Linked DNA regions of Mus musculus: region 1 is linked to region 2. The links are chromatin contacts, called in public HiChIP or PLAC-seq maps. All regions are on one chromosome and are shown on one strand. The core of a region is the stretch at or near the end of the contact, and the rest is flanking DNA. Distances in the headings are between cores, read along the strand shown.

Region 1 (5,010 bases), core at 2,483-4,982, 110 kb before region 2:
CTAGAATCGTCGTGAACGTCCTCAGTTCCTACCTGTACCACACAATGGTGTTAATCCTCGAGGACTTGTACTTAATCAAGGATGGCAAGTGGACGTTACTCATATTTCTGATTTTGGAAAATTAAAATATGTACATGTGACTATTGAAACCTCTTCAAACTTTCTAGTTGCAACTGATTTTAACAGGAGAAGCAACTAAAAACATAATTAGTTATTGCCTGTGTTGTTTTTCTATACTGGGTGTTCCCAACCATATTAAAACAAATAATGGAACTGGCTATTGCAGTTGAGCATTTGAGGCTTTCTGTTGACAATTTAATATCACCCATATTACTGGTATTCCTTATAATCCTCATGGACAAGGCATTATGTGGAATGGGTCCATGGAACTTTAAATAATACCTTCATAAAAAAAAAGGGGGAGTTATATCCCTATACACCACAAGACTATTTAAATCATGCTCTTTTTACTTTAAATTTTTAAAATTTGCATGTTCATGGATGTTTGGCAGCTGAGTTTTTTTTTTTTTTTGGCATCCTCACACTTCCACTATGTATGCTTCAGTGAAATGGAGGGATCCTATGACAGGCCAAAGGCATGGACCCAGGCCTGTACTCATAGGGGACTAGCTCACATTTGTGGTTTTTCACAGGAAGAAAATGGGGTGTGGTGGTTGCCAGAAAGGCTGGTGTGACAAATGGAACAATCTCACACTCCTGCTACTGCTGCTGCTGCTGCTGCTGCTGCTGCTGGTTTCCGCACACAGTGAAGTCCACTGGGCCTATGTTCATGACCCATCACTGAGACATTCAGCAGTGTGGACCAGATTGGAGATTCCCGTGACCAGTAATAATACTCAACTTCTTGGATCTCCCTGGGCAAGGGAGTCAATTTATAATAAGACTGTGACTTTCAATGCAGGCCATCATACTTTTCCCATAAGGCTTTGTTATCTCTCAAAACGTCAATTCCTAGCATTCCAGGAAGTTTCCTGGCTCCTGTGTCTATAGGTTAGTTTTGGGAATTATAAAAGGAAGAAATCCCTAAGAGGTAGAAGGAGAGATGTTCTCATAGTAGGTCATTCCACAGCCTGAAAGGCCACAGAGCTCAAGGCTACAGAGTGAGGCCCTGTCTATCCCACCTCTACTCCTCCCCCCAAAAAACATGCACACAGAGGATTTTTCTTTTTCTTATGAATATTCACTTAAATATTCCCACAACCAATAATTAGAAAGTGTGTGTTATATACTGTAATGGTTTGTATAGTATTTATTTATTTATTTATTTATTTATTTATTTATTTATTTATTTATTTATTTATTTTTGAGACAGAGTTTCTCTGTGTAGTCCTGGCTGTCCTGGAACTCACTCTGTAGACCAGGCTGGCCTCGAACTCAGAAATCTGCCTGCCTCTGCCTCCCAAGTGCTGGGATTAAAGGCGTGCACCACCACCGCCCGGCTATTTTAGGTACAGCACAATTGGGCAAAAACTATCCTTGTGATGGTTACCTCAATCCCTTATGCACAGGAAGCCTACCTAGGTCAGTCTGTCTGTCTCCCCTCTCCCTCCCCTCCTCTCCCTCTCCCCACCCCCCACCCCTCTCTGGCTTTTCTCTGTGTTGCCCTGGCTGCCCTGGAACTCAAACTCAGAGCTCTGCCTGCCTCTGCCTCCTGAGTGCTGGGAGTAAAGGTGTGGGCCACTGTGGGGCACACAATGACAGTCGAGCTGAGATGTTGAACCCCAGGACCCAGTGGTGATAATTCACCTACATGGGATGGAAGGAGTTCTCTCATGTCTCCTGGAACCCTGGCTCCTGTCGAAGTTACCGCCCCCCCCCCTCAGCCCTCCACAAGAGAAGCCTGGTTAGTAGTCAAGTAGGCAACGTCCCAAGCTTCTGACCTTCAGGCTAGACTCCTCCCCAGTTACCTAGCAACAGAAAAAATAGCAGCATACTTTAAAAGGGGCTGTTTGGCCCTCTCACTTTCTTGCTCTCTCCCTCTTACTCTCTAGCCTTTCTTCTTTCTCTCTCTTTCCCCCTTCCCTCCTCTTGGCCATGGCCGGTCTCTCCTTCTCTTTTACCTTTTCTGTTTCCCCCTGCCTTTCTATAATAAAGCTCTAAAACCATGAACTGTCTCTGTTCATCAAGGCCCGCTGTGCAGACTCTCGCCTGTGTGGGAACCTCTATCCCTAAGCCCTCTCTCCCATAACCCCGAGGCTACAGGGTTTTGCCCCAGGGCTCCTTGGTTTGGGGGGTGCCTGCCCCTTGTCCACCCACCATCGAGTGGGGTCAGTGGCTTAGATGCCCACCAGAGGCCGAGTGAAAAGCGTCTGACAGTCCTCCCACATCCACCTACCCAGAGCATAAGAGGAACTCTGGCCAGACGTAGGCTATCCTCCCTCCCTCCTCCTTCCCCGGCCCCTTATAGTTCCCACAGGCCACCACTGCAGGACCATACCTACATCTCTTTGTGGAACAAAGAAACTACATCAAAACTCTTTGTAAAGTACGTGTGACACCTTCCGTAACAGGAGGTTTTGTTGCTTGCCTGAGGAAAAACAAATTTACAAGAATGGCTCTGGAGGAGCATCCAGCATCAGAAAGTCTTCAGCCACCCAGATTGTACAGAGGTTACCAAGCTAGAAAGTATGTCTGCTCAAGGCTCCTGGGAGGAAAACAGGTTTGATTTTACATTCTTTCTCTTGAAGAACCAAGCCTGTGTTGTTACCATCCCAGGCTCCCCTAGTGCATGCCTATGAGTACCAAGACCACCACGCCCCCCCATACCTCCCAGCACTGGTGTGAGAGACAAGTGCCTCTGTAAAAAAACTGTCCCTCCCCCTTTCAATGTGGGTACTAGGTTTCTAATCCAGTCTTCAAGCTTGCTGGGAAAATACTTTACTGATTAGACGAGACTGCAGCTCCTCATTTTAGTTTTAAGTGAAAACCAACATGAACTAAGAGGCAGCTTTCTTGACACTCCTTCCACAGAGACTGACTTGTCACAAGTTTTCTCTTCCTACTTCTAAGGTACATAGAAGATGGAGAGGTGGGCTGGAGAAGGGAATCACATCTGCCATTGATTCAATGTGAAGATATATTGTTGCAACTATCAACTTTCTGATCCCTGAGAATAATCGGGAAGCAGCAGGGCTGGGGACAGAGAGGAAAGAAGGGCAGAGAAGTGCGCAGTGAGGTGGCTCAGTGGGTCAGTATTTGAAGAGTTCAATCCCAGAACCCATGGAAGGGTGGAAGGAGGAGAAAGACACCTGTTTCCAACGTGCTCCAGGCCAGAGTCACTCTGTCTTGCAGATGCTTCTAAGGATGACACCTGAGGGCTGTCCCGTGGCTGCCATATGCATGTGCGCACACACACACACACAGTATGTCCCAGCATGCATACACACATGCATGAAAAAGGAGGGGAGAATCTGCTCCATTAAGCCTCTTAGGAAATTTCTCACAAGACATGTGAGGATCAGAACTGGTGGAAAGAATTTAGAATTGTTCTCTCTTCATGACTGAATCCTTTTTGTATGTTTTTTTCTTTTATGTGTATTTATGAGTCAGAGCTTGACCACCAGGCAATACTTCCTGCACCTGTATATGAGCTCATTGTGGTTTTTGTGGTTTTTCTTCCTTTATATGAGAGATATTTGTTGTTGTAGTTCAGACACTTTGAGTTATGTCCCTGATCTGATCAACACTAGGGTGTGTGTTCAGTAAACCATCCCAGTCTGACTGAGATGGTGTTCCTGTGGTTTGTGAAGTGACTCTCAGACCCCAACAAAAGGTCCAGTGTTTGGGTTTCTGCTTCCTCTGCTTGGTGTTTCTGTTTGGTGTCTCCTCAGATGGAATCTGCGGTGTGTCAGGGTGGAGAGGCTCACGGCGGGGGTGGGAATAATTGACCTGTGTCCTCCATGTGCACATCTGCCTGAGTTGTGGTGTGAGCTGCCTTCAGGACAGTGACGTCATTAAGACATCACTGTTCCCAGATTGGTGTCATCTCTGGAGTTTGCTGCTGAACCCTGGGACCTGGTTACTCATGACCATGCTTCTCTTGGCTTGGAGACACCTAGCAAATCTACCTTGACAATGCTACCTCCTCTGGCTACACTATCTTTAAAAAAAAATCTCCTTTCCTCCTTTATACCTCTTCTTCCTCTGCTTCCTCCTTGTCTTCACTTTTGAGACAAGATTTCATTCTGTAGCATAGGATGGCCTCAAATTCATAATCCTCCTGCTTTAGCTTCCCAAGTGACGGGATTACAAGTGTATACCAACTCATCCAGTGTCAGTGCCTCTCTCTCTCTCTCTCTCTCTCTCTCTCTCTCTCTCTCTCTCTTCCTCCCTCTCTCTCCCCATCCATCCATTTTCTTTTTTATCCTCCATAACACCATGCATTGCCTTTATTTTGGTATGAGTCCACATTTCAACATTTAGTCGTCCTGAACAGAGTGGAGAACTTGGCAAGGAGACAGGAGGCCCAATTATCATCCCTGTCCACCTTGTGTCATGCCTTCATCCACTTTAGACCCCTTCTTCCTGTCTGTTTTCTTGGTATCTACCTATCTGTCTATCTCCTCATTTTTAGATTTATTTATTTGCATTTTATGCATATAGCTGTCTGTTTACCATGTGCTCTCAGAGGCAAGAAGAGGTTGTTAGATGCTCTGGAACTGGAGCTACAGGCACTTGTGAGCTGCCAACTGAGGTTTGGGTTTCAAAACGGGGTCCTCTAGAAGAACAGCAAGTGCTCTTATGTGCTGAGTCATCTCTCCACCCCCCAGCCCCCACAATCTTCTTCCCCATATACTTTCTGTCATCTACCTGTCTGTTTTTGATCTATTTTTCAACTGGCTTCCTTGAGTAAGAATTTGTCTTCTTCTTTATTTCAGTTTAGGGATCTCTTAACCTTGGAAAGTGGACAGTTATAGCCCTATCTATCTTTTTCCTGTCTCCACTTCCACACTCATACCCTCCTCCATGCCTATGCTTATCTATATCAGC
Region 2 (5,372 bases), core at 1,208-3,707:
GGCTGTCCTGGAACTCACTTTGTAGACCAGGCTGGCCTCGAACTCAGAAATCTGCCTGCCTCTGCCTCCCGAGTGCTGGGATTAAAGGCGTGCACCACCATGCCCTGCGAAAGTGGCTAATTTTTAAAAGATCTGTAAAATAATAATCTCAAGTATAAACAGTTTATTATCTAATACCTCTGTCTTGCCCTGGATGTGCAATACCTTATAATATCATGATAGCATTTGTCACATTATTCAATTACTGTTAATCAGCTTTTCTTTCCTTTCCTTTCCTTTCCTTTCCTTTCCTTTCCTTTCCTTTCCTTTCCTTTCCTTTCCTTTCCTTTCCTTTCCTTTCCTTTCCTTTCCTTTCCTTTCCTTTCCTTTCCTTTCCTTTCCTTTCCTTTCCTTTCCTTTCCTTTCCTTTCCTTTCCTTTCCTTTCCTTTCCTTTCCTTTCCTTTCCTTTCCTTTCCTTTCCTTTCCTTTCCTTTCCTTTCCTTTCCTTTCCTTTCCTTCTTTTCTTTTCTTTTCTTTTCTTTTCTTTTCTTTTCTTTTCTTTTCTTTTCTTTTCTTTTCTTTTCTTTTCTTTTTCCCCTTTCCCTTTTCCCCTTTCCCTTTTCCCCTTTCCCTTTTCCCCTTTCCCTTTCCCTTTCCCTTTCCCCTTTCCCTTTTCCCCTTTCCCTTTCCCCTTTCCCCTTGCCCCTTTCCCCTTGCCCCTTTCCCCTTGCCCCTTGCCCCTTGCCCCTTGCCCCTTGCCCCTTGCCCCTTTCCCTTTCCCTTTCCTTTCTTAGACAGGGTTTCTCTGTGTAGCCCTGGCTGTTCTGGAACTCACTCTGTAGATCAGGCTGGCCTCGAATTCAGAAATCCACTTGCCTCTGCCTCCAAAATGCTGGGATTAAAGGCGCGCGCCACCACTGCCTGACCAGTTATTTTATTTCTATTTGATCTCTTAAAAAATGACTTGGTTTAAAAAGAGAAAAATAATTGAGTTATGGTTTTATGAATAGTACTCTAAGACCTTTAAGATTGTCTTAGGTTGCGGCATGGTTCCAGATGCCTGTCAGTAGGTTCGGCAGAGCAGCCTGGTTTCTTTTTCCACAGAGGGATAAGCTATGTGGCACCAGAAGGCATCATTCCTGTACCCTGTCCCTGTAGTGTAGAGGGTTTCCTGAGAGTGCTCTTGGCAGGGCAGGACTTCTGAATGCAGTGTCGTAAGCCTGGGTGGAGCCTCTGCTGGGGTGGGTTTAGTAACCCTTGCATCTTACACATTTAACCCACTATGTGGAAAGAGCCATCCTGAGAAAGCTAGTAATATTGACTGGAGCCTTTTTGTTCATACACTTTTCTAAAATAGAAAAGCATTATAAAACATTAACTTATTTTAATTTTGTAGACTTTTGAGGACTTGTTCCTTGAACATAGAATTAGTCCAAAGTAAAATTATAATGGAGTCTACTAAGAGATCCCAATAGCTGGGGTCTGTTAATATTACTGTCAGTAGCTCTTGAAAATAGTTTGGAAGTTAGGCTTTTAGCTTAGATGAAATAGTGGAGACTCAGAACGTACCTCAGTAGGAGAGATGCGCAGTCCATGTGCTCCGTTTAGGAAGGCTACTCACAGGTCGGAATTAGTGCAGCTCAGCTCAGCTCAGCTACAGTTTGGTTTTAGATGTTGTGTCTTGAAGAGAGAAAAAAAAATTTCAGCTTACCTCTTTAAAGATTAACAACAGACAATGTTACTGAGTGAATGATAATTTAAAAACAGGTGACATGTCCTGTGGCCTGTTAGGATGGGATTTCTGCTGCTCCAGAGTCCTGGAGGGTCCAGGAATAAATCCCACTACAAATATGTCTTCTGTAGAATCGAGTACTTGCTGAATGAGTGAGCACATTGATTTGTTAGCATTGTAATGATGCTGTTAGACATGGTTTTTTGTTTGCTCCCATTTAGTGTAATAAAGTCAACAGAATAGTTACTGGCAAAGCTCACCTCCTCATCTCTCACCTCTTTTGCTTTGTTCCAGCTGTAGCACTTCCGGAGGTTGTGGGTTGGAACACATGGTGAAGAGGAGGAATAGTAATCACAGCTAGGAAAATGGTAGCAATTACTAAACAACCCAGACATCATGTCTCCTGATGGTGGCTCGGTTGTTGGTGCTGGGAACTGAACCAGGTACCCCAATAGCACGAGGGGCGGGGCCGGGGAGCAGGATGAGCTCTCGGTCACCGAATGCTTTATGAGGTTTAAGCTTGCTCTGGGCAGGATGTAAAAGGACAAGCTCTTTGTACTTGGTGTGACATTTTAAATGTCGTAATGAAGGTCTTTGGCATCCTAGTAGTCAGCAAATAAACACTGAATCTATAGTTGCTAGTTACCTTTATTGTGAATGGAGAAATAAGGAAGAGAGAAAATCATGACTGGTATCATGGCCATCATGTTGTGGCCTGTGTTGTACCAGTGCTGAGTAAGAAGCCTTGCTGAGAAGTGACAGGATGGCATGTTGTCTCTACTCTGTACAAGGGCATGCCATGTGGACAGTGTACGTTTGTGCACGTGTGTCCTTTACTTTTCTTTCTTATTTAGAGCACACAAAGAAACCTTGACAAATAGCGAGGAGGGGAATTTGATGGCAAGGCGCAGAGCAGGTTACCCCTTGTTTATTCTAGGCTGTGTCCCGAGGTCTGATCAGTACAGGGGCTGCTGTCCTCTTCCCTTCCTTCCCCGCCATGGCTCCTAGCCACGTGCATTGATGAGTGTACTTTCCTCTCTCGAGCCTCACCCTGACACTGCTTTCTTAGTTTCTCTACAGGATAGACTGGTTTTTTTGTTTTTTGTTTTTTCCCCTGAGTGATAGAATGAGTCAGAAGTGGCTGAGTGCTTATTTATATTTAGTATTTATTAGTATTTTAATGGAAATTAATGGGATTTCACAAACCATATGAAATACAATTTTGTGTGTATGTTTTTAAAGTTTAGTTTATAATTTTGTGTGATATATAATAATCTTTACCAAGCCTGGGGCTGCTTAGATTTTGTGCTACCTTTTTTTTTTTTTTTAAGAAGTTATATATTTCCTCCTCTTGTTTTTGTTTTGTTGTTTTGAGGCAGGGTTTCTCTGTGTAGCTCTGGCTGTCCTAGAACCTACTTTTGTAGACCAGGCTGACGTCAGACTCAGAGCTTGAGATACATTTTGGGTTTTAATATTGATGTAAGGATTTGATTTCATTTTTGCATATGTCTATTCAGTTGTTTCTGTTTTGAATCTGTATAAATAGAAACCCTCAAAAAAATTTTTCCATGCTTGGTTACAGGAAGCCAAATCAGATGGCTGGGAAATGTTTGATGTTCACGTGCTGGGGTCACATACATGGTACAGCATCCTTTGAGATTTTGATTACGCCTCTACTACTAGATTGTATGGCTTGCCCCTTTTGCTTGTATTTTGGCTGTGAGCTGTGTGTGAGAGGTTTAGGTGAATTAAGAAGCAGGAGTGAGAGAGCTTCCTCTCAGACATTTAGATAGAAAGCAGTGAGCTTCATTTGCTTGGACAGATAACGCTGGGAGCATTTTAAAAGTTATGTTTGAAAACAGAGAGACCTAAGGATGTGGAGCACTGCTTAAGCACTGGGCTTTTGGGCTGCAGTGTCTTGAAGATCTGAGAGGTAGAAAATGTCCTGCGCTGTGGTCTTCCCTGCAGGGATTCTTGAGCATAATGCAGTGGAGACACTCAGAAATAATGTGCAGTGGTAAGTGAAGTAATATGTGGGGGAATTAGAGAGAGCGGCGAGGAAAAGGAAGCTGTGCCCTGGTGGGAAGGCCTGTGCTTGGCGTGACAGGGGCCCTGGCTCAGTCCCCAGAACCAAGGTGAATTAAGAAAAGAGACATGATACTCCCCTTCCTCACAGTTCCATGTGTGTCCTCTTCCATGTTACACACGTGCTTCATGTATCTGGTCTCTGCAGTCCAAGGTTTGGGGGTCTCCGTCTATCCATTTCACCTGTTGATGGATGTTAAGGGCTATTTCTTGTTTGTGGCTGTGGGATTATGAATAGTGTTGATATGAGCAGTTGTATGAATGCATTTGGTAAATGAACCTCTGTACATTTTTATTGATTCTAGGTTTATAAGCAGCTGGGGGAAGTGTTGAGGACAGGTGTTATAAAGGGGGTGAACATGAGAATGTAGCCAGAGTCACAGGACCCATCCTCTGAGGTACCATTTCCCACTGAGTATCATCGTTACGAGGTCCTCAAGGGTGTGCATGCTAACATTACCTTTCAGATTTGTTTTCCATAGCAAAATCATTACTCAGGTGAATCCTCTTAGAAGCTCACTTTGTAAATCATGTAAGAAAGAGCCTACTTTTGAGGCCTGGGGGATGAGTCAGTCTTGTGACGTAGTTAGACTTTTTAAACTGTTTACTTTTAAAGTTGTGCTTGCTTTTAAAATTATCCTGAACCAGCATAAAAGTGTAGTTTGGCCATGTAATTTCTGGTTAAAAAAAAAGTAGGCATTTATCTGAGCTGCCCTTCCTTCTGTGGGCAATGATATGCTTTGTTTCCTACACTATTATATTTGTTACCAGTCTACACTTTGATTTTGTCTGATTTCTGATGTTGGGAAGGTTGGTCACATCATGGACTATAAACCATTTCAAACCTAAATCTGTTTGGCAGAGTTCTTCTGTTCTAAAAACCCTTCACCTGTATCCCATGGTTCTTAGGATAAAGGTAATCTGTGACCTGGGCTGTGAGCACCTGCGCTCTTAGACTCAACCTGTGATTATATGTGTGGGATTTGCAGTTTCTAAATTAAGAACTTTGTGGTAAGACTGTGGATATACTGTATTCTTTGTCACAGGCATAGATTAAATTATAGTTACAACTACTTTATATCAACTCTTGTAAATTATCAAGTGTACAAATCTTAGGTTTTTGTCTCATGTAGTTTAATGTTAAATTTTTACATTTATTTTAATGTGAAATAGAAATTTTAATAAATCTGAATGCTTTTCCATTATTCTCCTCAAAAGCAACATTAAACCAAATGTTTCCCCATAGTGTCAATGTTTCAGATACCATCTGTTGCTTTTTGGTCACATAGTTCACACAGTACTAACGGTTACCTTGTCATTTTGTTTACATTTAATTGAAGTAAAATACAGGCTATATCACACTTAATGGTATTCTAAATCCTATTTGTTTTTTCAAAAGAAAATTTCCTATCCCCACCAGAAATGGAACAAGTGGGTCTCACCCTAAGACACAGTGTTATGTCCTATCTAGACTTTCCTGCATGAGAGAGCACGGCCCAAGCCCCGAGCTTGCTGTCAGTGAGGCTCAATGGCAAGGCTCCCTGAGTGAGACTTATGTAGAGATGCCATAAAACT

The links. HiChIP or PLAC-seq counts read pairs in DNA pulled down with a chosen protein or histone mark.
Region 1: a contact with region 2 is called in a BATF HiChIP or PLAC-seq map of CD8 T cells, with 5 read pairs. The contact joins two enhancer-like sites. A contact is called at or near these places in 5 of 484 Hi-C or Micro-C datasets (the C2C12 cell line, CD4 T cells, LSK cells and 2 more), 3 of 115 datasets of contacts at active chromatin or transcription factors (CD8 T cells, effector CD8 T cells and memory CD8 T cells) and 3 of 9 other capture datasets (adipose tissue, liver and pancreatic islet).

What each region holds. Positions count from the first base shown.
Region 1 is chr5:23,717,848-23,722,857 of GRCm38.p6, reverse strand. No RefSeq gene overlaps it. Among named protein-coding and RNA genes, the nearest start is that of AI506816, 7.7 kb to the right of the region's middle. Within about 2 kb of position 3,732, at least 72 of the 459 cell types and tissues checked have an H3K27ac peak or open chromatin away from gene starts, as enhancers often do. A contact at or near this core is called in CD8 T cells, where this site is marked.
Region 2 is chr5:23,608,831-23,614,202 of GRCm38.p6, reverse strand. The region is part of intron 2 of Srpk2 (serine/arginine-rich protein specific kinase 2); the gene reads left to right. Among named protein-coding and RNA genes, the nearest start is that of Srpk2, 64 kb to the left of the region's middle. Within about 2 kb of position 2,457, at least 18 of the 459 cell types and tissues checked have an H3K27ac peak or open chromatin away from gene starts, as enhancers often do. A contact at or near this core is called in CD8 T cells, where this site is marked.